Regions from separate parts of the Mus musculus genome. Here all the other regions are linked to region 1. The links are chromatin contacts, called in public ChIA-PET and HiChIP or PLAC-seq maps. All regions are on one chromosome and are shown on one strand. The core of a region is the stretch at or near the end of the contact, and the rest is flanking DNA. Distances in the headings are between cores, read along the strand shown.

Region 1 (4,480 bases), core at 886-3,385:
GGAATTCATACTGAATGATAGCTACCTGGTATGAGTAATTCAGGGAATGTATCTTTCTAAGAAAGTTCTCAATGTGACTATTACACTTTATTTCTTCTATGTAGCAGCAAAGATGTAAAGGCCAGACTTGTGGTCAGAAATTAGAACAAGATGCACTCATCGCTTAAGGTGATGCAGTTGGATCCTATTTCTTACGTTTCTCTGCTGTTCCTTAGAAGTTAGAATGTGACACTGCAGGTTCATTTCAGGCTCACTAACAAGCCAAGTGTCGGGGAGTCTGGCCTCTGGTCGTTGTGCTACAAATGTTTTGCCTACAGAGGATGTGGACTTTAGTTCGTTGTTCATGGCTATTTGTTGACATTAAGGTCACCAGATGTGACCTGTGAATGTACTGTCAAGTCTTTTTATCATGTTACTGGAGAAACTTGTCTTCAACAGTTTGTTTTTCCAATTAAAAATAGCTGTGACTATTAGGCATAACTTGCATGTATAAATCAAAAAAACAATGGAACCTAGGGGTGTGTATTTTTCATTAACAGTAATGCACATTTTTTTCAGTTATATGTATGGCCAAAGTGTCCAGATTACTTGAGAAACTTGTTTGTGGTTGCATGCCTGCTTAAAACAAAAACACAACTCAGAATTCTAACATAGTGTGTGTCTTTTTGTAACTCACTCTGAAATCTTCAGCATCTTGCTACAAGCACAGGAAGAGTTCCCTTCCTCCTCTTTGGTGCATGGGTTTGGTTTATTTATTTATTTATTTTGAGCTTTAATGAAAAATTTAAATGTCCAATCCCAAATGTCATAGAATTACTTATTGAGCAATTATATCCTCAAGAAATGCCATGAAATGAAAATATATCAGTCTAATGAAGACCTGTGAATTTTGGCAGTGTGAATTGAAGATCTGAAGTTACATCTTGCTGTCTGATCCTGTCCAGCCTTTTATAATGGAATCCCTTTCTGGCCTTTAATTGGAACATATTTTTATTTACCCTTTAAAGTGTTTGGTCTCTTTATTGTGACTGAATGGAGTAACACTGTAGTAAAATCCCTCCTGCAAATGTGTGCCGACAAGCCACCACTTCCCTATGATTTACCAACACGCTTCAGATTTCTGTTGGTGCTTTTTTCATGTGTGAGTGAGAAATCAAATCGAGTATCTTTATCAGCAAAGTATCCGCTTAAGAAACCAGCAAAGAGACAGCCAGGGACATCTGCTCTTCAGCTCGCTTCTACTAACCCTGGAATCTGAGTCTTAAAGACACCACACTGAGAATCTTGTGTGTGTGCTATAGTTACACACAAAGTGTTCTAGTTGGTATACATCTGCTTTTTATTTATTTCTTTGGTTTTTCTAGACAGGGTTTCTCTGTGTAGCCAAAGGATGTCCTGGAGCTCCCTCTGTAGACCATGATGGCCTTGAACTCAGAAATCCATCTGCCTCTGCCTCCCGGGTGCTGGGATTAAAGGTGTGTGTCACCACTGCCCGGCATTCATCTGCTTTTTATTAACCAGTGAGTATGTATGTTAAGATTGATATGCTTTTTCCTCCCAGTAGACTTGAAGCATCGTTTTTCTACATTGTGAGAGATTTTTAAACAACTTTCCAAGAGTTTTGATTTTTAAAGGACCCTCTGATCCCCAAACATTTTACCCTGGGCAATGCAGTCTCCATTTCCTCACAAGCAAATCTAGAATGTGTTTTTATTTCCCACTGAGGTGCCAGTTACCCTTTTTCTCGTGGGAGCAGCATTCGGTGGAGCTCTTTGTCTTCCAGCACACAAACCAGAAACACACATTCTTCCTGTCATTAAAGTAGAAAACACGGTCTATGAGTTACATATGGCCAGGTTTTAAAAAGCCTAGCCTTGCAGCCTCACTCATGTTCTCTGAATCCGCTTGCAGTCATCAACCCTGGAGCTGTCTGTGCTTCACCCGCAGCTCTGGGTTTCCTCCACGGGTGGGTCCTTGCAGGAGGGTCGCCGGGTGTGGAGCGGGCGCTGCGTGCCCCGGTTAACAGGATGACGGAAGCGCGCCGCGGGACATTTCTCGCGGCGGACCGGAAGCTCTTAGGTTCTCCCCCCTCCCCCCACGGAAGGCGTATCCTCGCTCGGAGGCGGGGTGGGGGCGTGGCTTGGAGGGGGCGTGACTGCGGGCCGGCGCGCATGCGCTGTCTGGCCGCGCGGAGCTGAGGGACCATGGCTGCCACGTTCTTTGGCGAGGTGGTGAAGGCGCCGTGCAGAGCTGGGACTGAGGAGGAAGAAGAGGAGGAGGAGCAGAGCAGGCGGGACACGCCGGAGGACCGGGAGGTCCGGCGGCAGCTGGCGCGGAAGAGGTCAGGCTCCCGGAAGGCTGCGAGCGTCAGGCGGTGTCGGCCTGCAGGGTGCCCTGCGTTCACGCTGGGACGTCGGCAGCCCAGCGATGCTCGCCCTCCACCGTGCACTTTAGGTCACGCCGCATGTCGGCCGTATTTCTTTCAAAACTACTTTCAGACACAGAAGTCAGGTCACGCCAGCCCCTTCCTTGGTCAAGGTTTTACCACATTCATTTCCTCTCCCACCACCCCTACGAGTTTCCGATTAGGACTCCCCACACGTCTTCCTAAGCATGCTGTCTCAATTATTTGTACTCTAGAGCAAACCCACACATAAAATATGCACATAATTAAACTTTGTTGATTCTCCTATTTTTTCAGTACCTCCATTCTGAGCTTTTAGGCGGGTTCTCGGATCAGAACTTGGGTCGTCATGTTTGTGTTGGCAACTTAGCACCTTCCCTACCCCACGTTTGCTAATAACACGTTTTCAGTATCATACCAGTCCACAGTCAAATTCACCTAGATTTTTAAAATACACTTCCCGGTGATTGTGTCAACGACAGACACTTTTGGCAGTTCGTTTCATTTGACAGCTCCCTCTCACTTCTCACACTCTTCCCGAGAGCCCTGATTTGTCTGATGGTCAGTCTTAGCTTACTTTTGCCACAGCTAAATGCTTGAACGTTTGTTTGAAGTCTTGGTCACATTCAGCATTTTGCGGGCTGGAGTGTTGGAGATGCTTTTAGTGTCTTTTTACATTGTGTCTGGCTTGTGGGTGCTGGCATTGTGTGTGTCAGGCTAGTATGAAGTTTGTTAGTAGTTTTACTCATAAAAAGAAAGTGTTTTATCCATTTGCAAGGGCACCAAGGACACTGATTATTTTATCTAACACCATCTATCCATCCAACTATCCACTCATCTCTGTCTTCTATCACCTACCTATTTATCCATCCATGTATATGTAAATATAGCACCTTTCTACTACCCATATAAATATCTATAAGTAACATGTCTACCATCGATCTCATCTGTCTTCCATCTATTTATACATCCAGCTCTATATAGCACCTATCACTTAATCTCTTAATCTGACTGTCATTCTGCCCATCACCATCTCTTACAGTGAACTGGTGGTCACAGTCATATTTGTTCACTTTTGTCTCTTGCTGTTAGGGAGGTTCGGCTTCTCCGAAGACAGACAGAAACATCTCTGGAGGCTGTGCTCCTAGAGACACACCCTTGCTCCAAGTTTATAATTGCAGTAGGAAGCAACGCAACAGGTAAGTGCCAGTGTCAGGAGTATATGTCCCGTTGGAAGAATGGACTCGAAGGTCCTTCTGCATGTATCTTACGTATTTTAAAAAGTTCACAACAGGTCCTGGGCATGTGGCTCAGGTGATAGAGTGCTTGCCTGTCAATCACAAGACCTTGGGTTTGAATCCCAGTACCATGTGAACTGGGCACAATGAAATCCGAGCACTCAGCAGGTGGGAAGTGGCAGAAGAGAGCATGAAGAAGTTCCAAGGCCAAGATGGGCTCCGTGAAGCCTGTCTTCAAAAGCCACAGTCGTTTTACTTCATGTAGGATAGATTGCCTGTTCTTTCCATCTTTGTAATGAGATTTAAAGGAAATATGCTTAGCTTCAGAATTACAGTTCAAGGCCCTGTTTTCCAGTTTGTTATGGTGTCCACAGGTCTAGCAGTAATTGCTTACATCTGGAACACTTCAGTTCTAAGGTCTTTGAATGCACTTATTGACCTGGTAGGTTCAAAGTAGAGTAATGTGAGTTTACTTGGATCAGTGTTGTATGTCAGTACACATGGAGATCTTTATAATTTCACTGGGTTTGCAGTCTCTGAGGAGATCATTTGAGAACTCTAGTTAGGAGCTCTTGCCCTGTAAGTGAGCCGTAGTACTTAGAGACTGTGTAAGTAGGCAGTAGACTCGCCCATTATATAAAGGTCTGCTTGCCTAATTGTTTTTAGAAGAATCTTACATTGTGAGACTGGTGCAGAGTCTGTGGACAAGTCCACTCCCTGTGTGTAGTTCTTTGTGGAGAGTGGAGACTTTTCACTCCTCAGCCTCAAATTTTGTTGGCTCCAAAGTGGTCCAATTAGAAGGTCTTTAATGTTTTAAAAAGAAATTTATGCCAGGTGT
Region 2 (4,566 bases), core at 185-2,684, 800 kb after region 1:
CTATCTAATGGAACAATTCTTGGAATGTGGACCATGGGTCAAGATCAATGTTGCCACCCCATGGGTAATGTGGTACACAATAGAAATTCGATGGAGAATGGAGAGCCATGGAAAATTACAAGTTAAAAAACACAGTGATCTAAAGGCCAATGAAACTCAAATGACTGCCAATTTTCTGCCTTGGAGGAATAATTTTCGAGGAGCCAAATTTAGCAAGAGAGATTTGAAAGGCACCAAGCAAGAAGTTCAGAATGAAATACACCAGGCATGGCCTCAGAAAGCTAGTCAATAATTGTACATTTGCATTTTAACTCTTCCTCATCGTTACCAAAGGTGAGTTCCCCGATATCTATCCAAGATGTGAAGCACTGTTTATCTGCTTGCCTGCTGATGAGTTCATGGCTCAGCTCTGCAGCTACTGGAGCAGTGCAACTCATCCTCTCTGCTACACAAGGTGAATAAGATGCTTGGGAGAAGGAAGCATTTTTCAATGTTGAATAGACTGTTTGCCCTGAGCAATTATATATATATGTGTGTGTGTGTATGTGTGTGTGTATATATGTGTGTGTGTGTGTGTGTGTATGCCATATCCTACAGTATAGATAACAAAGCTGTGGCAGTTATTAAAGTTGTCCCATAAGGCTTTCAACTCTTCCGTGTTCTAGCACACAGATTTCCCCCACTTTCCTTAAGACCCCATACAATGCCTGCCTTTGGGTAGACTTACTAAGTACTAGATGCACAGAAAAGCACTTTGCTGTATCAATCATTTGAGGTAGATATTATTATTGTGACTTCATAGATGAAGAAACTGAGGCTTAGCACAATGAGCTAAAGGCCAGTGAAACTCACCTGACTGCCTCTACCAAGAGGTAGAGAGGTCAGCTTTGAACTCATTGTCTGTTTTGAGCATCTATCTATCTCAGTCCTTCCAGGGATGAGTCACTGCATCTATAGGAAGTAGAGCACAACTGTCCACACAGGGCAAAGCATGTTTACACACGGTACTCAAGATTCAACTTACGAGTCCAGGAGAACATTCTATTTAGTTGGTGGGATTTCATTCAAATTTTGTAATATTGAGTGGAAATTTATTGATCAGAGTTATCCAGAAAAAGGAGAACCAATAAGGGGTGTGTGTGTGTGTGTGTGTGTGTGTGTGTACATATGGAACTGGCTCACATCATGTAAGAGGTTAACAAGTCTAAGATGACAGTGTGAGCACATTTGTTACTTTTCTTGTTGCTCTAAATCAAAGACATCAAAACACATTCCAGCAGGAAAGATTCCTCGTGTCTCCTGGTTTTGGAGAGTGCAATCTCTCCTGGGAGGGAACAGGTGGCAGCTGGAACCTTAGCCCTGTCCACAGTGGCAGGAACATGAGGTAGCAGCTCTTTACATTGTAACCCCCAGAAAGCAAAAGAAGCTGGCTTCATATTGGAGGTGTGGGTCAGGCAGGGAATAATCACCCTTGTGACCTCCTTCCAGCAGCTGGGCCCCACTCCTTGAATGTTTCATAGCCTTCAAAATAGCATTAGAAGCCAGAAACCAAACATTCAAATCGGGAGCCCGTGGTAGCACACTTCAGATGCAAACCATAGCAACAAGACTGAAGACTTGAGACACAGGAAGGAAGAAAATGCAGTTCAGGTCTGAAAGCTGCCAGGCCGAAAATACAGCTCAGCTTGTGCACAGGGTCTCAGCTCAGCATGTGCACAGGAGGTCTCAGGAGGTCTTTTTCTTGAGAAGTCAGCATGTTTGTTCGGCATAGACCACCACGTGACTAGATGCAACTCCCCATAGTAGGTCTCTCTTCCTGTGTCTTGACATAATCAACTTAAAAGAAAATAAAAAAAATAAAACCCACAGGCTTATTGTGAGTAGTTTCCACTCATGATCATGTGACTCAGATGCTTTGGGCCTGTGGTGATTCATGTAGCGCCTTGTGGTAGGAATGCACAGCCGAAGATGCCGGTTCACTACTGAAATCCCCTCCTAGTGCACGCCCTCAGTGACGTAACTTCCTCCCAGGCGGTCCCTGCAGAGGATCCTCCCATTTTCCAGCCCACTCATAAGCTGGGAACCATGCCTTCAGCATGAGACCTGCAGGGAGCATTAGGAACCAGTTACATCATGTGGTTCAATGCTTTCTGCTCACAACACTGTTAATCACCTCTCAGGCATGGGCAGATGATGCATAGAATTTGCTATCACTAGAAAGGAGCCTGATTGAATAATTTGAGGTTGGACATCAAAAGTACCACCCATGGTCTCTCCCTTGTCAGCATGACCGAAGCCACCACTCTGCCTCCCTGTGAAGTCACGGGAAGCATCCACCGACCTCAGTGGAAAGGACACCATGCTCTGCCACCTGGCAAAAGTGCAAAGGAGCTCCAAGTGCTTTTATGTCTGTCCTTTTGTAAGCTGATGCTTCAAATACATTTTGTTGTTGTTGTTTACAAGCGGCATTATTCTGTTGTTTACTCTATGGGAAGCTGCTCACACAGGAAGCCATATTCATTTCTAAACTTAACTGATGGACATTGTGGTTTGACCCCTTGCATGCAGAAACACTGATGCTAGAAGCCGCCCATCAATAGGAGACAGGCAGTATCTGAGTTCATCCTGGGATTGGTTTTTAATTGCATTCTTTATCTTAGGCGCTCCTGGCTACCTCTGGAATGATTGATCTTGTCCCCAGTCACCTGCCACACTTCCAGACACCGCTTGGCATCACCGAGAATGAGCTAAGATGCTCAGAAGAATGTCATTTTGCTCTGGGCAAAGGTTGGTTTATTGTCTATGCAGGTAAGATGCATGTGCAGTGGAGATGACAGGGAAAGAAAGGCTCAGGGCACAGATTTTGGCAGGCAGAGACCAGGTACTAAGGAGTTCACTCAAAGTCAGTCACTTTTCCCAGTGACTCCCATCTCTACACTACGTGTGTGCCACAACTGACCCCTTTCTGTCTGGATCCTTCCCAGAAATAAAACACTGCCAAATGCTTCCCTATCATTGGCTATTTTTATTGTTCCTCCCCTGTCAAAAGGACTAAAAACAATAAAACCAAGAACTCACACCTGTCACTCCTGGTAACTCTTCTGCCCCACCCCCAATCAGCTACTCACACCTGCCACTCCTGGTCACTCTCCTGCCCTACATCCAATCAGCTACTTACACCTGCCACTCCTGGTAAGTCCCCTGCCCCACACAGAACAGTCCAGAATGCATATTACAGGGGGTTTTTAAGACAAAAAACACTGAAAAACTACTGTTAGGAGCCATCTAGGATAGGCTAAGGATAGCAGGTCACCTCCAGGAAGGTGACCCACTGCTTCTGCATGGTCCTCGATGGGTGAGCTCTATGAGGCAAGCTCCCAAAGAGATTTGGTCTTAGGATTGCTTCTTGAAGCTGATATGCCTTTCCTGTCCTTATAAATTTAATATTATATAATCCCTGGGTACTATCCCACCCTATTGGGCATATTTGTGCAGATCAGCAAAGATGTATTGTCTTGTAGACAATATAGACAATAATTTGTCTATATAGACAAATAGATGGTTTAATTTGTAATGATGATACTGTAAGAATTCCTAAAAATGTACTAGTATTTATTAAGCCCTTTATAATAGGACTTTTATTAAAGCCCTTTCTGATATGAAATCTGCAGTGAGAACTCTGCCAGTCTCCACGTGTCATGAGTTAATTGCTTCTGAGGTAGAAAGCAGGCAGCTACAACTTAGGGATACATTCCTTAGAGCTGTAAACAATTACAATTAGCCAAAGGTCATAAAAGGGAACTAACAATTTATTGTAGGTGAAAAGGCAGAAGATAAAATATTGACTGGGTTTACCTATACAAAACTGCAATGTCAACATAGTCATAAAAGTTATGGTTTTAGACTCTCTAGGAACCTGTGTAGCTAGTGATAGATAATGAATGTCTAGCTAGATAACTAGTCTTAATGGGAACACAGGCAAACATCTCTGTTGTAAACTTCTTATTCTATTTATGATTAGAATTTGTGTTTAAAATTTAGCAAACTTCTGGGTTTTTTTTTTATAATTTATTTTATTTATATGAGTACACTGTAGCTGTCTTCATGCACACCAGAAGAGGGCATAGATCCCATTACAGATGGTTGTGAGCCACCATGTGGTTGCTGGGATTTGAACTCAAGACCTCTGGAAGAGCAGTCAGTGCTCTTAACCACTGAGCCATCTCTCCAGCCCTGGGTTGTTTTTTTTTTTTTATGAGATATTTTCTTTATTTACATTTCAAATGTTATCCCCTTTCCTACTTTCCCCTCTGAAAATCTCCTATCCCTTCCCTCCTCCCCCTGCTCCCCAACCCACCCACTCCCATTCCCAGTCCTGGCATTCCCCTATACTAGGGCATAGAACCTTCACAGGATCTAGGGCCTCTCTTCCCATTGATGACTGACTAGGCTATGCTCAGCTACATATACAGCTAGATCCATATGTCCCACCATGTGTTTTCTTTGATTGGTGGTTTAGTTCCAAGGAGCTCTGAGGGTACTGGTTAGTTCATATGGATGTTCCTC
Region 3 (4,560 bases), core at 812-3,311, 590 kb after region 1:
ACCCCCGGTCCAGGCAGCCAGATCCAACAGCTGCTGTGGGCAGTGCCTTTCCTGCCACCTGGGATGGGATTTCTTCTGCTTTTTTGCTTTAATTTTAAAATTCATAGAAATGTGTATTACATATTGAGCACATATCCCCAGACACCCCTCATCCCTTTTCTTGGCCCTCCACACTCTTTTGCCAATCTGGACAGTTATATGTCACGTGTGCATGTGTGGTTTTGTGTGTCGGTACAAAATCTATAAGAACCACAAATGAGAGAGAGCGTGAAATCTGTCTTTCTGAGAAAGACTTGTTCACTTACTATGATTATTTCCAATTATCTTATTTTTCTGCAAACTACATAATTTTACTCTTTTTATGGATTGAAAAATAGCCTGTGTATTTATGTACCATATTTCTTGATGACGATCCTTCGTGTCTTGCCTAAGGATCCACAGCTACTGGTATTTAATGAGCTGGGGTCCCAAGCTGGTTGCTCTACTCCCAGGTTTGCTCTCCAACCTCTTGGAGCCATGAACTCATTAATTCTGTCAGATGAGTGTCTCCTTGAGGTGGTGCTCTCAAAGCGAGGTCCTGAAGCAGGACCTGGGGGTCAGGAGCTCAACCTATGGAGATCCCCAGGTTCTGGTCTAAGTCTTCACAGCAGTTGAAGGAACACGGCAGGGCACTCTGGTTTTCTGGTGGCTGAGAGGTAGCATTGGGCATCGTTGAGGGAGGTGAGAAACAAAAACCCAGTATCTAGGTACAGGCCCAGTGAGCCGGGTCAGCTCAGCAAGTAGAGGGGGGCTGCGCTGGAGGTGTGTCTGTCTGTCTGCATGGGGTGGCATCTTCTGTAACTCACCCCATGGACCCTGTGCTTGGCGGAGTCAAAGAGGTGAAAGATGATGTTCCCTGGGCCTTGCCTCTCAGTGCAGCCTGGGAAGAGGAGGGGTGGGACCTGCCTCCCTCCAGCCTGTGGTTGGATAGTGACATGCTTTGGGTGCAATAGTTTAAAATACTTGTTTATTTAACTTGATAAAGAGTTCCATGTGTCCAAAGGCGAGACTGTGTGGTGTCGCTGAGGGTGGACTTGAACTCCTGCTCTTCCTGCTTCTGCCTTTGAAGAGGCTGGGATTACAGGAAGTGCCACCACCCCCGATTTATGAACTACTGGGAACTGAATCTAGCACCTCAGGCCCGTTAGGCAAGTAAGCTACCAACTGAGCTACACCCCCTACCCCACAATATGATACATTAACAGTGTGCCCCATGAAGTGTGGTGAAGGTCATCGAATGAGGAGTGGGTCACTTGGTTGGTTGGCCCTTTGACCTCAGACATGATGGTGGCATACAGTCACTCGTTCAGCTGAGTTTGTTAAGCACCTACTATATATACAGTCACTGTTCTAAAAATGTAGCAATCAAGATTCTTTGCTGCTGGCTTTCTAAAGGAAGAAGGTCACCATTTGATCAGCTGACTTGTCAAAATACACAGCAGCGCAGATCAGAGCAAACACTAAGGTGAAAAGTAAGGCAATTCCAGGCAAGATGGTCCAAAAAGGTTACCTCTTAGAAAGTGGAATTTGGTTAAAGACCCAATAACAAAGAAAGAACTCTCTCGATTACACAGTGGAGGATATCCCAGGTTAAAGGAATGCTCTGTGCAAAGGCCCTGTGGTCAACCAGAGATATTCTCTAGGGTCACAAGAGGGCCCACATGTAGTGACCAGGAGGGAGGGTAGCAGAAGGTGAGTTTGCAGAACATGCCTGTGAAGACCAGCAGCTTCACTGCAGAGCCAGCCTGGACGCTTGCAGGTGAAGGAGAACTCTGAGTTACTCAGAGTCCACAGGTCTTCCTGGTGCCTGTGTTGAGGCTGAGAACCTGATGCACATACAGGGCTCTGGGGTGTGCGGTCCTGGGGCTCTGCAGAGGAGTAGAGTGGTAGAGGTCAGGGAGAGACATTGCGGGCTGTAAAAGGAGGTGGCGTGCTCTGCAACCGGGATGAGCTGTGTGAAGCAGGAAGGAAGCCAGGACAGGATATAGACTACAAACCAAGCACACTGTGGACAGACCAGAGCTCGGAAGCACCCTGGGCTCACAGCCCAGGTTCCTCTTGGGTGACAGCCTTCACACTGTGACTTGGCTCTGACCAATACCAGGGAAAATGTCAGGCTCTCTGCCTCCATTGGTGGAGCAGACCTTTACCCATTCCACCAGTGGGTCATAGCACAGAGGATTTTTGCAATTGAGAGTTTCCTAGGTATCTGGGAATGGAGGCCAAAGGATGCTGGTGTCACCAAGTACTGAGCAAGATGGCATTACCCCCTTCAAAAATATCTGACTCCACATGCTCATGGTGTATAAGTGGGACCCTGACTTTCTGCAAGTTTTGTCAACATTACTGTTCCTACTGGCACGAAGATAGAGCTATAGGAGCATACAGTCTGTGAAGGAGAATGCAGCTCAGGTGGTCTAGAAGGTTGTAGAGTGTGGGGGTAAATTCTCTCTGTTACTTCTGTCTGTCTGTCTGTCTGTCTGACTGACTCTCTCTATATCTCTGTCTCCCTGTCTGTCTCTGTCTCTGTTTTTCTCTGCCTGTCTCTGTCTCTCCCATGCACACAGCCCTAAGTGTGAGCCCTACAGTTGCCTAAGAACATCAAGGTGGCTATAATCCCAGCACTCAGGAGGCAGAGGCAGTTGGATCAGGAGTTCAAGACCAGCCTAAGCTACATGGTAGAGCTGAGATCCACCTGGGCTACATGAGACCCTGCCTAAAACATGCAGTTAACAATGACAAAAAATATCTCCAAAGATTGGCAGCAGGTGTTCTAAACCTAGAGAATGCCTAGGACCCATGATGACAAAGCTTAAATGTGAGATCTGCTGCATGGCATTGGGAGAGAGCTTAGAAGTTATTTTAGGATAGAGGATGTCCAGTTTCCTCAGTAAGACTACAAGAGGGCGTGATTACAACTAGACTCATGCTTTTCTGATGAAGTTCTTTGACTTTCTGAAGGTTGTATAGCCAGCTTAAGCTCGCCTACCATAGGCAGCTTGTCCCCAGCCTCACATCTCCCTCTCTGGGCCTCCCCTCATAGGGGGACATTTTCTTTGCTGCCAGAGACATCAGGGTCCCTGGAGAGTGTTGTATGCCTCTCCTCTCCCTGATCTCATGTCTTCTTGTGTTGGAGGCTAACAGATGCTAACAGGCACTGCACCTAAAAGTCTTAAATGTGACAAGGAGCCCCCAGGTGGGCCCTTTACAGTGGCCTTCAGTGGATACTCACTGAACTTGAAATCAAGCTTCAAAGTCCTGTGTCAGGTGCACACTCTTTACAGTTTCTGTGTGTCACTGTGTTAGAATCAGTGCTTTGTGTACCTATGTGCAACCAACTCTTGTTGAACACTTGAAGCTATCCGCAGGCCTGGCTTCTCTTTCAGCTTGGGTTTGCTATTCATATGCTTCTTGTACTTGGCGAGCGTTGGGCATGATCTGGGGGCAGTGATATTCCTGGGCACTTGCTCCCTTCTGCCTCAGGGCTCCGACATGAATTGGCAAGCAAGTTGCCTCCTAATTGAGCTCTGCTGCCCTCCAGACTGTGGCTGTGCTGGGAGACTTTCCAATGAGTCCGCTTGGGTGTCTATGACAGAAATACCCAAGATAGGTTGGCTTATAAGCAGCATAAGTATATTCCTCTTATTCCCAGAGGTTGAGAAACCCAGCACCGGGTCACCGACCGATTTGGTGTCTGGTGAGCACCTGCTTCCTGATCACTGAGGGTAGCTTCCTGCTGCGTGCTTGCATGACTGAGGAGCAAATTCTATCTGTCTCTTCTGTCTGTCTGTCTCTATCCCTGTCTCGTTATCTCCGTGTATCTCTGTGTCTCTGTCTTTTTTCTTTCTGTCTCTGTCTGTCTCTGCCTCTCTCTGTCTGTCTTTCTCTGTCTCTCTGTCTGCCTCTCTCTGTATCTCTGTCTCTCTGTCTGCCTCTGTCTTTCTCTGTGTGCCTTTCTCTGTAGCTCTCTTTCTCTCTGTCTCTGTCTACCTCTGTCTCTGTCTCTCTGTCTCTCTCTCTGTCTCTCTCTCTGCTGTTTGTTAGGAATGCCAGTGTGCAGTGTGTAAGCACCAGAGGTTGGTATCAGATGTCTTCCTCAGTTGTTTTCTTCTTTATGTACTAAGGCTGAGTCTCTCATTGAACCCGGAACTTGCCAGCTAACTCAACCAGCTACCTAGTCTACCCTGGCAGATCCCCTGTCTCTGCCACACAAGCTCTGGGATTTTATGTAAGTGGCCACACCTACCTATCTTTTATGTGGGTGCTGGGGATCTGAATCTTCGCATAACAAGCATTTTATCCACTGAGACGGCCCTGAATTTTCTTAAAGACCCATCCTGAGATGAAGGCTCTACCCTTGTATCCTAGCATTCTCCCAACGTCTATCTAATTTCATCATATTGGGTTTCTTCATGTTGGCTCAGTGAGGAGCTGCCCCGTGCTGGCCATGGCAGGGCCTGATAATCTGGCTCTTTTTACTTTCATGGACCCTATGGCTTGGTAAAGGTGAGCTCACTGCTG
Region 4 (3,924 bases), core at 801-3,300, 630 kb after region 1:
TACACACACAGAGACACACATTCTCTCTCTCTCTCTCTCTCTCTCTCACACACACACACACACACACTGCTCATTCTGACTGAGCCAGGGTCTCTTTGATTCCAAAGAGTTCCACCCGTAGCCTGTTGTCTTTTAGAAGCACTGTGGCACATGGGTTTCTGTCATGTTGCATTTGGCCCAGGATTGGGAATGGGCGATCTTAGTTTGAAACAGAGCCAGTTCTTTTTCCAAACTTCCTCATTTGGAGCGGGTTAATTCTGTCCTAGGAAAAGTCCTGACAGAGCTGCCATCTGAGCACCCGCCAGGTCTTATGTTAGAAACAACAGTGTTTACTTCCACTCTCTATTTGCTTTTCCATAGACTCGTAGGTGTTCGTTTCCTAAATCTGACTTCTGTTATTTCACTTTACCCAGCCAATATAAATGGCGGCAGGCCATTATTGCCATCCACAGAATGGCCTTTTCCACCTCACAAAATGGGGGGAAAGTAGCTCGTTCATCCCCCTGAAAACAGGGTGACCCAGGCGCTCTTTGAAGAATTCCAAAGTAGAAGAAACATGCTGAACTTTGCTCTGGGTGTGTTCTCCCTGTGTGTGTGTGTGCATGGAGAAGTTGGTTCTATGAGGCCAATGTGTGAGCAATCAGGGACTGCCATACAAGGTCAAGTGTCCTAGAAGTGGAGGCAGAGATAAGGATCCCCAAGTGGTGGCTCCTTAAGGGTCCATTCTCGGGAGGAAGCAGCACTGGGCAGGAGGAACACTGAGGAGCCTCCCAGCCTTCTTGAAGCTGAGCCATCGTGTGCCAGCCTGGTTCCTAAGCATCTACGGGGTACAGGCAGCATTCAGAATCAGCGTGTCCTGTAGTCCCCTTTCGTCAGTGTGGCCTGGAATATCTGGGGGTGGAGCTCTTCCTGTTCAGCCAAGGATTGCTCTCTAGATAAACGAGGAGCCAAGAGTCAAAAGTCACAACAGCCCAGGAGCAGAGAGATGGGGCTGGGGTTGAAGACCAGACCTGGTCAGGAGGTCTATCATTGAGGACTGAACCTTCTGTCCTTGGTTCTGATTGGCTTTGTGTCCCTCCTGATCATTAGGTAGTGGCCAGATCCAGCTGTGGCAGTTCCTGCTCGAACTCCTGTCAGACAGCTCCAACTCCAACTGCATCACCTGGGAAGGCACCAACGGGGAGTTCAAGATGACAGACCCGGACGAGGTGGCTCGGCGCTGGGGGGAGAGGAAGAGCAAGCCCAACATGAACTATGACAAGCTCAGCCGCGCCCTCCGCTACTACTACGACAAAAACATCATGACCAAGGTGCACGGGAAGCGCTACGCCTACAAGTTTGACTTCCACGGGATTGCCCAGGCCCTGCAGCCCCACCCTCCTGAGTCGTCCCTGTACAAGTACCCCTCCGACCTGCCATACATGGGCTCCTATCACGCCCACCCCCAGAAGATGAACTTTGTGTCTCCCCACCCTCCCGCTCTCCCAGTCACATCTTCCAGTTTCTTTGCTTCCCCGAACCCATACTGGAATTCACCGACTGGGGGCATCTACCCGAACACTAGGCTCCCAGCCAGCCATATGCCCTCTCACCTGGGCACCTACTACTAGAGACCAGATGGAGGCCTTTCCCAACAGTGTACAATCGCCTAGCAGTCGCCACAAACTCAGCGAACACAAATCAAAAGTGCCTCGTGAGGAGTGGAAACGGTTGGCCAGAGCTGGGGAAGGAAGCTGGGGGGGGAAAAAAAAACCAAAGACTCGCAGGGGAGGGTGGGTGCCACCCAAGTATTACTACAGAAATAGAAGAAGCTCAAAATATACTGTACATGGACATATAACCTGTGGTCCACCCTTGTCAAAGACATTGTATGTAGAAAAGCTTGACCAAAAAGAACAACTGCCCAAGGAAGTGGCCTTAAGTAGTGTACAAACTGTAGAGTGTGGGACCTTGCTTGACCTACCAGGATTGAGTGAAAGCAATAGAACAGGAACAGACTTGGCCTAACACACCATGTATGATGTCATTTGAAGGGAAACTACCTGTGTTTAAAAATAGAAACCATGTCAAAACCAAAGAAGAAGCAGACAAAAACAGAGATGGCGGGCCCCTCCACAGACCACAATGGCTGTGGACTTTCTTGGCTGGCATTTGCTTGTTTTCTTTGAAATCAGATTCGTTCCATTTGATAGAGAGCTGCCAGCTCTGTCAAACTGTGAAGATGACCCAGGGTCTCATCTCCTTTTCAGTATTATGGGAAATGTGAGCCATGTGGTGGGTGGGGGCTGTGCATGTTGTTGGGAGTATGAGATTGTAGGAGAGAAGCTGAAATGGAGGAAGTAGAGGAAGGGCTGGGGGAGGGAGTGAAGGAGGAGGGAAAGGAGAAGGGGGAAAGGTGGAGGGGGAGAGGAGGAGGAGGGAGAGGAGAAGGGGGAGAGGTGGAGGGGGAGAGAAGGAGGAGGGAGAGGAGGAGGAAGAAGAGGAGAGAGAGGAAGGGGAGAGAAGGAGGAGGGAGAGGAGGAGGAAGAAGAGGAGAGAGAGGAAGGGGAGAGAAGGAGGAGGGAGAGGGAGAGGAGGAGGAAGAGGGAGAAGAGGAGGAAAGGAAAGGATAGAAGGCAGCTGCTCAAGCCACCACAGCTGAATTTAGGGCACCTTGGGACCAAAGGGCATGAGTTGAGAGATGTTTGATGCTGTCAGTGTTGTAAGGACACAGATTTGTGGAGGACTGGGAGCAGTAGTATTCAGAACCAAAAATATGTCTCTTTGTGAAAAGGAAATCATAACTGGAATTGTCTGATATTTTTTAACAAAAATTCAGAACCTCAGCACTCGGTGGAGGCTTTTGTCCTTCCCGGGAGCAGTCGAGAGGTGACCTTGGTAGCCACCATGGTCAGAGACCACACAGGCATTGTGGGTAGGTGGGCTCCAGTTTTCCTTAATGAGTCGCGAACGCTGTGCGTTCGTCAGAACGAAGTCTACAAGTCAATGGGTTTTTTCTTTTTATATAATAATTATATAACTTATGCATTTATACACTACGAGTTGACCTCGGCCAGCCAAAGACACACCACACACAAACAAACACACACACACACACACACACACACACAAGAGACAATCAAAACATATGATGTGGCCTTGAATTTTAACTCTGTAATGCTTAATGTTTACAATATGAAGTTACTAGTTCTTAGAATGCAGAATGTATGTTAATAAAATGAGCTTGGCCTCTCACGGCGAACCAGAACGGTGGTAGTCTCCGTTTGTGCTTCTTTGCTGATGAACAGTTGTCTAGCAGAAACTTCGCCGACTCTTAGGGGTTTGTGTTACAGTCTTAGTTTGTCCAAGAATGTGAACAGATGGCCGTCATACAGATGTACTGTTACCCAAGCACACAAGCAGCATGGGCCTCCTGACTCCCACGAGCTCCTTGCTCTCTCATTTTCACCCAATATGGAAAGAACACAGGTTTCTCCTAAGGGCCTCCATGATTGCTCTGAGCAGGTAAAGAGACCTCCACAGCTGAGGCTGTCACTAAGGAGTTCTATTCTGCACTGGTCACCCGGCTTATTGTCATGATCATGCGATTCTTGATGAGTGATAAACAAGCCATTGTTAAGCCAAATTTTGTCATCATGATCGGTACATCAGTCGCAGAGAACTGCAGTTTCTTGTTAAAAAGCATCAGGGGAGCCCAGGAGATGGCTCAGTGACTGCAGCTCTTGCTTGCAAGCATGAGGACCTGAGACTGATCTCTAGACGCTTTGTAAAAGTCAGGTACAGTGGCCCACCCTTGTAATCCCATCTCAGCGAACGGCAGATTCACAGATCCCTGGAACTCACTGGCCAGTTAGCCTAGCGTGCTCTGTGAGGTTCCAGGACAGTGGGAAACCTTGTCTCAAAAAAGTTATTTATTCTCTGACC
Region 5 (4,258 bases), core at 1,676-4,175, 540 kb after region 1:
GCTGCAATATGGTGACCTAGAGGGGATTTTAGCATTGTGTCTGATAGACTCTAATTTCGGATAAATGAGTAGAAACGACTTATTTTTACAACACCAAATGCTGCTTTTGGGGTTCTGCTCTAGACTCTTTAATTCTATCTATATTTCAGAACAATTAGAATATTCTGTGTAAATCTTAGATAGCTTGAGTAGAAGCTTATTCGGGTTCATCAAACTCCACAAATCAATGCTTTAAAGGGCATGGAAAGAAGAGATTGCCCTGCAGAAGGTGGAATGTGTTTGGACAACTCTCCAACGCATTACACTGTTTCGTTTAAGACCCATGTGTGTGAAGAAGTCACCTTTGAAGTCAGATTGCATTTTTATCTTTTGAATACATTTGGGGACAATTACTTGCTCTTTTTAGGACTCTGTTAATGTGTGAATTCTGTGTCACATGTGTGTAGTGTGTCTCTCCCTACAATAGAAATGACTTCCAGTGAATTCTTTAATGTCCCTTGTTAAAGCTGTCTCTCTTGAGTGGTGAATGACTTGAAGATCAGCTTTCTGTGAGCTTTCCTGGATCAAGTAGTAAGATGATTTTATGGCTTTGTTTGTGACATGGGAAAAGAAGTCTTGAGTCTGTTGGCTGCAATTTTAATTACTCTGGGACAAACCTCAAATTAGCACAGGGCAGTGTCCTCTGAAGTCATGAGACAGTCCCCATAGGGGGATTTTTGGATTGGAAATAAGCTTGGAGTTTTGGGTGTTTCAGTAAATAAATCAATGAGTTCTTTGACTTGCAGACACTCTGGGCTGGTGAAGCTGGCACATCATCACCTCTGTGTGGGATTCCTTTCCTTTAGCCACTCTGCCTAAAGCCCTGTGAGGCACGTTTCTGGTACTCTTGCCTTGCTTTGGCAATTTGAGGTAGAGAGAACATGGCGTTTCATTCGGGAGAGGTAAAGGCATTTTTAGGAAATAGTATTTCTCTCTGCGAAGTCATGGGTTTCAGGATGAGACTGAGGGTTCTAATAAACCAGGACAGCAGCCGAGCCAACATCTGTCTGAGCGCGTTGGGAAGATGGCCGTGAGGACTTCATAGTGCAATACTGAGAGATGCATAACCCTGGAGCCTGTTGCTCCCCACATAACCTTATGAGTTAGGTGTTCGATTCAGCCTTCCAAGGATTTTTCTGAACTTGTTTGTGGTGACATTTGCCTTTTGGGCAGCCCAAGGAATCCTAGGTCTGTACATAGCATCCTGCTTTAAAAAGCATTGGTGGAGGGGAATGGAATAGAGTTATGGTAGAAACAGTCTTATCCTGAACAGTTTAGGAGGCGGTGAAGCCTAGGTTGCAAGCCTTAATGGCCATCATTGGGAAGAGAGGCCCCTTGGTCTTGCAAACTTTATATGCCCCAGTACAGGGGAATGCCAGGGCCAAGAAATGGGAGTGGGTGGGTAGGGGAGTAGGATGGGGCGGGGGGAGAGTATAGGGAACTTTCGGGATAGCATTTGAAATGTAAATAAAGAAAATATCTAACAAAAAAATAAAGTTGAATCTTGTATGCATGCATGTGTATGTGTGTATCTGTAGATTTGTGTGTTTGCACATGTGTGTATGGATTGGTGATATGTGTCTGTAGGTTTGTGGTGTGTGTGTGTGTACGTGGAAGGGCATGGAGGGAACGTGTTTAAACAGCAGCTTGGGTGGAAGCAGTTCAGGAATCAGACAGGATATAGAAATTTCCTAAGGTGCCTAGGCGAGCAGGCTCTGAACAGTTGGAAAGTTCCTAAGGAGGCCCACAGCCCTCTGAGCTGAGGATGGTGAGGGACAGGTCAACTCTGCATGGGCTTTTCATGGATGTGGTTACAGAACTTAGCTAAAGCTGTGCTTGCTGCAGCCGTTTTCCTCGTCTACCTTCCGGCATCCGGGGACTAGACATGGCCTCCCTCGTTCTGCGTTGTGGGGGATTCTGTGACACTGGAAGAAACTCCAGGTGCTGGGTGTTGTTGTTCTTGGTAACTGCCACATCCCAGAGCACAGGGCAGCCCTCCCCTTCTGTTCTAGCCCAAGTTCATTGAAAAGACAGCTTCTCGCTATAACTTTTCTGTGTGCATTTAGGGTATTTAGGGTCACTCTGAGATCCAAGCTGTCTTCTATGATACAGCAGTTATAGCTGCACATGGATGAATCTCAATCTCTCTCTCTCTCTCTCTCTCTCTCTGTGTGTGTGTGTGTGTGTGTGTGTGTGTGTGTGTGTGTGTGTGTGTGTGTGAATGCACAAGCACCTATGCCCACCAGCATCCTGACTCGTGGCCCCAGCAAGCAGAATCGAAAGTGGTTGACTCTCTGGGTGTCATTTAACCCACAGGAGGACTCCCACTCTCTGAGAAATGTTCTAGAACAAAATGATTTTTTCATTATCTGTATCTCCTTTATTTCATTATTATTTTTCCTTCTGAAAAACAGACCTTGATATTTAAAAACATATTCCCAAGCGTGCACACACACACATTCGCGCCAGTGTTTCTTAGAAAAGGATACATAGAAAATACAATAAAACCGGAAAAGCAACTATTCCTCATGCCTTAAGGACAATGTTACTTATGTGAGTTTCCTGCAGCTGAGAGGCATTGATTTAGCCACTAGTGTTCATAAGACTCTGTGGAGATCCACGGGAGTCTCTGAAATGTGTAGTCTCAGAAATTTGCAAATGGTATTGACAGTGTGTGGTGTCAACCACTGTGGCCAGTCTGGTCCAGTTGCTACAGAAACGTCAGCTATGGTAAGATGAAGGGCATTGCTTCCTGCCCTGTCTGGGAACACCATCAGATCACTCCAGAGGCCATATCTTATGTTATATGGGCACATACACCTTGCATTTAAGTGCTCAGCTGTTTGGTGACTCTGTGTGACCCCATCTTTCTCACCATCAGTGTGGCAACCCAGCCTCATGCTGTCGTGAGCTATCTGTAGAGCCTATAGCAGACAAGCAGTAAGTGACAGATGCTGTGCTTGGGACTCATGTCTTTGTCATCCTTTGTGATGAACTGCCGTGCTTTCTGATGCCACTCTTTGTCCTCTACGTATTTCTTCAGGAGGAAAGCCCCCAGCCACAGACTCTGCCTGGATGTTTTCACAGACAGAGTGAACAGTGGGGTCACTTCCAGAAGTCATAACACAGCCTCCAAGCCTGTGGCAGAATATCCTGGGCTAGGGGGACGGTGGGAGCTGGTGATTAGCGTCCTCTTGCAGTAGGTGAAGGTAGAGTGCTTTGGCTGCTCAGGTGACATGGTTAGCCTGTCGCTTCCTCTATTCAGAGACCCAGGACTACATTTAGTGACCCCAAGAGACTTGAATGATGTATCACTCCTTGGTAGCATAATAAGAAGGGTCCTGGGGTCCTTCACTGTCTAGAGTTCTCCATGAACATTTGTGTGTGTGGGGGGGGGCATAATTTTGCTTTGTACAATTTACAGATGTAGAATGAAAGGCATTTTCATTCTAAGGAGAACACAGAGATGTTATAATCTAGATTCTCCACATCCCAGCAGGCCACCCAGGCTGCTGACCTGTGGTGTGATCTTTCTGATTGTATGTGCCTCTTTGTTCTTCTATACAGCTAACTGTTCTGTTTTTGTTTTTGTTGTTGTTGTTGTTGTTGATACTAATTCATACACATTTCACCACCACATCACTTTAAGTTTTTAATAAGCATGATTTTGTGAATTTTGTATTCTATATAAAATAGATATCATTTACAGCTGATGTTGTGTCATGGGAAGTTCCCTCCCTTCATACTCTCATAGCGGCACTGCTATGCATCCTCTACCTGTTTTTTTGTTTTTTGTTTTTTAAAGAGTGTATTTTTGCTTAAAACAGAAACTCTGGGGCCGCCTGTAATTAATGTGTACCTTTAAAATCTTTGCCAAATTTAGAGATTTGGCCCATTTCATAGACTTTCGCTAGAGGCCCTGATTTGCCCACAGCTTCTCGGATATTTGATGTCACCGTTGTCACGGTTGGAGAAGCATGGAAGGTCCTTCTCTTCATTTGATCTGAATTGGTTTCAGCATCTTGTACCTTTTCGTATGACCCTGTCTCTGTTTACAGGGTGATCTGTACTTTTCCCTTTTATGCTTACCCACTGTTTGACCCAGTATGTTTCCCCGTGTGTGTCTCCATGGACCCTGACTGGAGCTGGAGGTGAGCTGCATCTCCCTTTGTCGCTCACACTTCCTTCTGTTTCAGTTCCCCTCTCTCCTGCTTGCCCT

What was found. ChIA-PET counts read pairs in DNA pulled down with a chosen protein or histone mark. HiChIP or PLAC-seq counts read pairs in DNA pulled down with a chosen protein or histone mark.
Region 2: an RNA polymerase II ChIA-PET map of memory CD8 T cells shows a contact between it and region 1, with 10 read pairs. The contact joins the enhancer-like site here to the promoter of Psmg1 in region 1. A contact is called at or near these places in 2 of 39 promoter capture datasets (the C10 cell line and pre-B cells) and 3 of 115 datasets of contacts at active chromatin or transcription factors (astrocytes, large pre-B cells and memory CD8 T cells).
Region 3: a contact with region 1 is called in an H3K27ac HiChIP or PLAC-seq map of acute myeloid leukemia, with 4 times the contacts expected there. The contact joins the enhancer-like site here to the promoter of Psmg1 in region 1. A contact is called at or near these places in 2 of 39 promoter capture datasets (the C10 cell line and pre-B cells) and 3 of 115 datasets of contacts at active chromatin or transcription factors (acute myeloid leukemia, astrocytes and craniofacial prominence).
Region 4: a contact with region 1 is called in an H3K27ac HiChIP or PLAC-seq map of acute myeloid leukemia, with 4 times the contacts expected there. The contact joins the enhancer-like site here to the promoter of Psmg1 in region 1. A contact is called at or near these places in 5 of 39 promoter capture datasets (the 3T3-L1 cell line, the C10 cell line, liver and 1 more) and 3 of 115 datasets of contacts at active chromatin or transcription factors (acute myeloid leukemia, astrocytes and embryonic stem cells).
Region 5: a contact with region 1 is called in an H3K27ac HiChIP or PLAC-seq map of DN3 thymocytes, with 5 times the contacts expected there. The contact joins the enhancer-like site here to the promoter of Psmg1 in region 1. A contact is called at or near these places in 11 of 39 promoter capture datasets (the C10 cell line, HPC-7-derived erythroid cells, cranial neural crest and 8 more), 4 of 115 datasets of contacts at active chromatin or transcription factors (DN3 thymocytes, astrocytes, cardiomyocytes and 1 more) and 1 of 9 other capture datasets (macrophages).

The regions. Positions count from the first base shown.
Region 1 is chr16:95,988,615-95,993,094 of GRCm38.p6, reverse strand. It overlaps Psmg1 (proteasome (prosome, macropain) assembly chaperone 1), which reads left to right and starts at 2,135. Exons shown (of 7, transcript NM_019537.3): 1 at 2,135-2,341; 2 at 3,497-3,603. The coding sequence starts at 2,205. Brwd1 (bromodomain and WD repeat domain containing 1) reads left to right here. Exons shown (of 42, transcript NM_145125.3): 42 at 1-1,003.
Region 2 is chr16:95,186,704-95,191,269 of GRCm38.p6, reverse strand. It overlaps Gm31641 (predicted gene, 31641), which reads left to right. Exons shown (of 5, transcript NR_153766.1): 4 at 2,661-2,787. Among named protein-coding and RNA genes, the nearest start is that of Gm31754, 52 kb to the left of the region's middle. Within about 2 kb of position 1,434, at least 27 of the 459 cell types and tissues checked have an H3K27ac peak or open chromatin away from gene starts, as enhancers often do. A contact at or near this core is called in memory CD8 T cells, where this site is marked.
Region 3 is chr16:95,401,107-95,405,666 of GRCm38.p6, reverse strand. The region is part of intron 3 of Erg (ETS transcription factor); the gene reads left to right. Among named protein-coding and RNA genes, the nearest start is that of Erg, 130 kb to the left of the region's middle. Within about 2 kb of position 2,061, at least 22 of the 459 cell types and tissues checked have an H3K27ac peak or open chromatin away from gene starts, as enhancers often do. A contact at or near this core is called in acute myeloid leukemia, where this site is marked.
Region 4 is chr16:95,358,492-95,362,415 of GRCm38.p6, reverse strand. It overlaps Erg (ETS transcription factor), which reads left to right. Exons shown (of 11, transcript NM_133659.3): 11 at 1,090-3,247. The coding sequence ends at 1,610. Among named protein-coding and RNA genes, the nearest start is that of Gm31641, 100 kb to the right of the region's middle. Within about 2 kb of position 2,050, at least 36 of the 459 cell types and tissues checked have an H3K27ac peak or open chromatin away from gene starts, as enhancers often do. A contact at or near this core is called in acute myeloid leukemia, where this site is marked.
Region 5 is chr16:95,453,723-95,457,980 of GRCm38.p6, reverse strand. The region is part of intron 2 of Erg (ETS transcription factor); the gene reads left to right. Among named protein-coding and RNA genes, the nearest start is that of Erg, 75 kb to the left of the region's middle. Within about 2 kb of position 2,925, at least 30 of the 459 cell types and tissues checked have an H3K27ac peak or open chromatin away from gene starts, as enhancers often do. A contact at or near this core is called in DN3 thymocytes and neutrophils, where this site is marked.